2 separate regions of the Ovis aries genome follow, and region 1 is linked to region 2. Evidence: chromatin contacts called from public Hi-C data. All regions are on one chromosome and are shown on one strand. The core of a region is the stretch at or near the end of the contact, and the rest is flanking DNA. Distances in the headings are between cores, read along the strand shown.

What was found. Hi-C and Micro-C count contacts between places; a contact is called where the count stands out from the background.
Region 1: a Hi-C map of hypothalamus shows a contact between it and region 2, with 2.8 times the contacts expected there. The contact joins the enhancer-like site here to the promoter of STK24 in region 2. A contact is called at or near these places in 10 of 16 Hi-C or Micro-C datasets (blood, hypothalamus, liver and 4 more).

The regions. Positions count from the first base shown.
Region 1 is chr10:74,939,431-74,942,525 of ARS-UI_Ramb_v3.0, reverse strand. No RefSeq gene overlaps it. Among named protein-coding and RNA genes, the nearest start is that of TRNAC-ACA, 16 kb to the left of the region's middle. Within about 2 kb of position 1,560, at least 35 of the 54 cell types and tissues checked have an H3K27ac peak or open chromatin away from gene starts, as enhancers often do. A contact at or near this core is called in hypothalamus, liver and tail adipose tissue, where this site is marked.
Region 2 is chr10:74,891,995-74,895,075 of ARS-UI_Ramb_v3.0, reverse strand. STK24 (serine/threonine kinase 24) reads left to right here and starts at 1,344. Exons shown (of 11, transcript XM_012184878.4): 1 at 1,344-1,747. The coding sequence starts at 1,706. LOC121820461 (a long non-coding RNA gene) reads right to left here and starts at 1,228. Exons shown (of 2, transcript XR_006061002.2): 1 at 1,128-1,228; 2 at 1-479.

The DNA.
Region 1 (3,095 bases), core at 311-2,810, 47 kb before region 2:
CCGGGGATGAATCTCAGGTCAGGGACAGGCAGAGACACGAATCCTCCTATGGACCCGACGAAGGCAGTCGGGCCCAGAGGTCTGCAGCTTCTCTCCCAAAGTTTTCAGCTGCTGATTTTTTTGTAAGATTGATGTATTTATTTCCGGCTGTGCTGGGTCTTCATTGCCGTGTGGGGGCTTTTCTCTGTGGCGAGCGGGAGCCACTCTCTGGTTGCGCTCTGTGGGTCTCTCTCTGTGGCGGCTTCTCTTGTGGAGCGCCGGTTCTGGGGCTCAGTAGTTGCAGTTTCTGGCCTCTGGCGCACAGGCTCAGTAGTTGTGGTGCTTGTGGTGCATGAGGCTTAGTTCCACATGCTCCTTGGCATGTGGAATCTTCCCAGATCAGGGACAAAACACAGTCTCCTGCATTGGCAGGTGGATTCCTAACCACTGGCAGTGGTAGTTTAGTCCCTAAGTCGTGTCTGATTCTTGTGACCCCATGAATGGTAGCTCGCCAGGCTCCTCTGTCCATAGGATTTTCCAATCAAGAATGCTGGAGTTGCCATTTCCTTCTCCAGGGTATCTTCCCAACCCGGGGATCGAACCTGGGTCCAATACATTGCAGGCAGGTTCTTTACCAACCGAGCTGCCAGGGAAGCCCAGAGACCACCAGGGAAGTCCCCAGCTGCTGAATTTCTTACTTGTGGGTTTTGAATTGTAGGCAGAACATGCTCTATGAGCATCAAAATATTGAGCCTAAGTCTACAGGAAGGGAATTTTGTAAATGTCCCAAGATGGTTGCTGATGGCCCACGTGTTTTGAGTCCATCTCCCACCTGAGAGGCCGGGTGGCCGGTGAAAGTCCTAGGAATTGTGTCACTCCACGTGGCACCAAATCCCTTGCTACCTTGTCCCTGTGCAGCCTGCCCTTGGCTGTGGCTGTCCTCTGAGCAAAGCAGTGAAATCAAAGAGGCCCTTCCACTGCACAGGACATAATTACCTGTGACCCAAGATACTCCCCTCTTTTACTGCCAGCATTCTTTCCCCGAGTCACACCCCAGGACTCTCCGGAGTTGCAGCTGAATGAGCTTTAATCAGCGTCTTCTTTAGAGACGCAGAAGCACCTGGGAAGGCACTGCAGGGTGCGTCACACCTTAACCGGGTTGCTTTTAGCAAATGTCCACAGAGACCTCACAATTACGAAGCTTTGCCAGGAGGAGGTGAGGATTGAAGAAAGATGTGTTAAGAAAACAGTTGTTTTAGAGTTAGGCGTGTAAATGTGGGGAGAGGGGGCACCGGGGGGAGGGGTCTGTTAGGACATTGATGTGCAGTCCAGGAAGCCAGCCAGCTGTGTACGTCAGACTTGTAGGAGGTCAGGCCAGTAACTCTAGCAACCAGTCCAGGAAGCAATAATCATTCTAGCAGTTGGGAAAAAAAAAAAAAGGTGGGGGGGCCGGGACTCGCTTAACAACTGCCAGCTTCCCTAATTTTTGTTCTCACTTCCAACTCGCAGCCAACCGGAGAAAGCCAAACGTGGCCCCCAACCAATCACATAGGAGCTCCGCTCCTACTGGCCCGCCCCCAGCTTCCCACGGCCAGCAGCCTCCAATCAGGGAGGAGCCTTCCCTGTTCTCTGTATCTTTCCCACCCCTCTGCCTGCCCTTGAGTCTCTGCCAAAGGCAAGTGTTGGCTGCTGCCTCCCTTGCTACAGCAAGAGCTGACTTGATAGCCTCCCCGCTTTCTCTTTTCAGTTTCAATGAAAGTTGCTCTTTGCAACCCCTTGGACTACACAGTCCATGGAATTCTCCAGGCCAGAATACTGGAGTGGGTAGCCGTTCCCTTCTCCAGGGGGTTCTTCCCAACCCAGGGATGGAACCTAGGTCTCCTGCATTGCAGGTGGATTCTTTACCATCTGAGCCATCAGGGACACCCATTTGGTTGCTTTTTATTTCCACAAAGGTCAGACCAGCTGCTCAAGTTTCTGAAGAGAGAAGGCTCCGTCCGGGGTGGGGGATGGGTAGAGTGAGTGAGGGCAGTATCCGCCTCTCCTTCCAGCATAGGTGCCTCTGATGCATCCAGGGGGCTAGAGACGCTTTTGAGGACCAGGGACGTCGTCCGTGGTCACCACAGGCAAGGCTATGAAAGATATTTTGCCATGTGCCATCTTGGGCCTGAAGATCTTCTTTCCAGAATCCTCACTACCCTCCCCCATGGGCTGGCCACATCATCCCAGCCTGCCCACCCCAGGGGTGGAGAGGGGGGGAGATGATCAGATGGAGGTCTGGGGTGGTTTTCACTTATTTTGGAATCATCTCCCCCGTGTGGGTGCTCCAGTTACTGAGCCATCAAATCTGTGGGCATCATTTTAGAGTTTCAGGGGAAGTGACTCTCTGGCCCATCTCCTTTGGAAAGCAAACAAAATTCCCCCTGGAAGTCACCCTGCGGAGCTGTAGGCGGTGTGACAGGTGGCAGTACAGGCTGGGGGCGGAAAGGAGAATGCTATGAAAGACCATAACGGCATCAGCGGGGTTATGCTTGGCGACTGCTCGGGGTAATCTGATGGCTGATGCTAGCAATGATCAGATACAGAACACAGGCAGCCCGACCACCACCTTCAGGAAAGAATGAATCAGGTTCCCTGCTAACAGTGAATGAAACCTTGTGGAATAGAGTTTCATGTGCTTTTCCAGCTCTTCCTTCACAAAGTAGAATAACTTTCCATGAAAGTATTCAGAAGAGGTGTCCCCTCCCCTGCCTTCATCTTTATGCTTAAGCCTCAGGAAAAACACTCTTATCGCCTTAAAGCTGATTCTCCCATATTTTTGAGAATGTCAACTCAGCCATATCGGATGTTCTGGGAGTTATAAAGAAGCCTCCCTGAGCAGGCCCCAAAGTATCTGCACCCGTCAGAGACTAGATGAGACACTAAATGTCCTTGCTAACCCCAGCATTGTTCTTGTGTTGGACTGGTTTTGGTTTTGTTACTGTCCACAGACATCCGGTAGACATTACAGAATTAAAGCACTGGGATGAAAAGAAAGTGAAGTTGCTCGGTTGCGTCTGACTCTTTGTGACCTCATGGACCGTAGCCCTCCAGGCTGCTCTGTCTGTGGGATTCTC
Region 2 (3,081 bases), core at 95-2,594:
TTGTATTTGCTCTATTCTCTTCACAGTATTTGGGGGTGGCAGGGTTTCAGGGCTCAGTGACGGTCGCACACCAGGGACCACCGTGAGGTATCTGAAAGTATCCTGGAAGATGCTGAGGATACAAAACATGCATAATTTCCCAAAGGAAAGCGGGGAGTAGGTTTTTAAGTCATTGCTTATCTGATCCAGAGCACCGCAGGGAACTCTGAATCCAGTTGACACCTCTAAGAAACACCCCTCATTCGGTGGAGGGCTTTTCAACTTCTTCCAGCGGTCTGCGAACTCTATGGGCTAATTTTTGGAGGTCCAGCCTCACCCAGCCTTGGTGCAACGTCATTCACGGGCACGAATGTAGACGTCGGGGTCCTAGCAACCCCAGCTGCAGCCGGTCCCTTCAGGGGACTGCCGCTGTTGGTCGTTGTAAACAAACTACTACTTTCTGGAGGCAGCAGTGACTCACTCCTTCTTGCTTCTTTCCTCTGGAGTCGGAGGAGAGGTGACCAGAAGGTGGAGGCAGCCGAAAGAGCGGGAGAGAGGCAGGGGAAAGTCTAGACATCGTTTCCTTCCATTGTCTTCCCTTCCTCCTCGGCCCTCCCTGCCCGCTTCTCCCTTCTGGTGGGTGGACGTCCCCCGCCCCCACGCCTTGGTCCGGGGCCCAGAGACGATGGGGTTCAGCCCCCTCACTGTTTGTTGGCTAAGTTCACAGCTCCTAGTATTCCAAGTGCTTTCAAGCAGCCAAAGCACGGGAAACGAACCGCTTTCGGCCTCTCCCCTCCCGGAGGGCTTCCTCCTTGGGTTGGTTTGGAAACTTCACCCGGACACCGAAGAAGCTCCGCCCCGGTAGTTTTGAACCGGCCGCTGGCCGAGGCCCCCGCCGGGTCCCCAGGCTCTGCCCTCGGGGAAGTGGCCTGGGGCCCGTCGCCAGGCCGAGAGGGGTGGGCTTCTTTGGAAGGCAAGCCCAGATCCCCCGGGGCGTCCGACCGGCCCGGGCCTGCAGGGCGGGGTGGGCGCATGGCCCATCCCTGACTCCGAAGACCCGCGCCCTCCCATCTCACCACCGGGGGGGACCCCTGCCCCCCGCTAACTGAGGCCCCTAGCCCCGCACCCGCCCGCGCGTCCCCCTCCACCTGGTCTAGCCCGCGGGAGCCGCGCGGACCTCTACCCGGCCCGGCCCGGCGGCGGCGCGGACCGCTGCGGCCTAGGGCGCCGGGCGGCCGCGAGCCTCCTCCCCCTCCCGGAAGCGCGGGGCGGGGTCCCCGGCCCGGCCGCGGGGGCGGGCGCGGGGGCCGGGCCGGGGCGGGGCGCGCTCGGCGCTCGCGGGCTCGGCCGGCGGTGCGCGCCCCACTCCAGCTCCAGGCGCCAGCGCGCGGGCCCAGGCCGCCCGGTTCCAGTCCAGCAGCAGCGGCGGCGGCGGCGGCGGCGGCAGCAGCAGCAGCAGGGCGGCCGCTCGTAGGGAGGCCCCGCGCTCCTCGCAGCCCGTCCCCGGCGCGGTGCATGGAGACGAGGCCCGCCACCCGCCCCTGAGCCCGCCGCCCGGCCCAGGACCCACGGGGGGCTAGGGTGGCCTCGGGCTCCGGCCGGCCGGCCCCCCATCTCCCGCCCCCGGCCGCCCGAGGAGGGCTGCGCGCGGCCCGCGGGCCTCGTCGCCCGCGCGGATCGCCGCGGCCCGGCCGTCCCGTCCCAGGAAGTGGCCGTCCTGACCGCCATGGCTCACTCCCCGGTGCAGTCGGGCCTGCCCGGCATGCAGGTACAGGCAGGAACCGGGCCGCCGAGGGGCGGGAGGGATGCGCGGGCCGGGGCGGAAGCGGGGAACTTGGCGGTGTAAACACGGCCGCTCCCCCAACCCCCAGTTCCCCCGAACGCTGCCCCTTCCGGGGTCGCGCCGGCCTCCCGCGCCGCGCTCGCCGCCTCCGGGGCGTCCTGCCCGGCCCCGCGGCCCGGGTCTCGCGGGTGGGGTGGGGGTCGTGAAGGGACCTGGGGGGCCGCGGCCCGGAGGCGGCCCTCGCGGGCCGGGAGTCCCGGTGGTCCGGGGAGGGGAGAATGTGCGCTGCTGGCCCAGTCGCCCTCCTCGCGTCCCCCTCCCGAGCAGCAGGCCCCGCGCCGGCCCATCCCCTGGGAAGAAGTGATGTGGAGAAATGCCCTTGGAGGCCCGGCTCGTTCTCGGGGCCCGGGTGCGGGCTAGGGGTGGGCAGCGGTGGAGGCCCTTGTCCCTCCCCACCCCCCCTACCCCGGAGAGGGGGCCCCCGGGCGCGCCCCGGCTCGTCCCGGCCCGGCGGGTGGAGGAGACAGGGCGGGGAGAGGAAGGGGTAAGCGCCAGCTCCGCTTTCAGCGCGTTGCTCCGCGCGCTTCCTCCCGGTGCAGACGGACGGGAAGGTGCGAAGCCTGGAAGTCCGTTCTGGAAGGGAGGAATCGATCGGACAGCTTGCACTCGGACAGCGTGGGTCCCGGGACTCTGGGCTGGACTTGGAAACTCGATTGGATCCGACCACGGAGAGTCCCTTCCCACTAACCCTCTCCGTGGCTTCTTTGTGGCCTGTTGGCCTCCCAGCGGCTTAATAATTTTTTTCTGGAGTGGGGGCGAGGATGCATCAAAGAAAGTTTTTCGCCTTCGGGGATTATGTTTAGGCGTTTGAAAAATAAAAACCACCTTCCTCGGCTAGTTTGTGATGTGTATAAACGGGTAAATGGTGGCAAATGTTTGGGATTAAAAATCTCAACGGAACGGTTACGGTATCTCTCAAAAGTTTTGTTCCCCCCAGGTTAGCCGGGCGAGGGAACGTACGAACTTTAAGAAAACAATCACAAGTATCCGAGTGGATTATTTGTATTTTAGTGTTCAACGTACTGTTTCGTTTTTGTTTTTTTTTTTCCTCCCCTTCCTCTTGAGGGCTGAGAAGTATTTGGACCACATGGGAGCCAGGAATCTGCCCCCTCATTCGAGAGAGATCTTTTCTCTCTCTAAATCCGAAGTAGAAAACTCGACTTCATTGTTCAGGTTTGATATCTAGAAAAAAGTTACCGGGATTTTAGCTTTTTTTTAAAGTGGAGTGACAATTAACATTAATAACTTTACTGTACTTA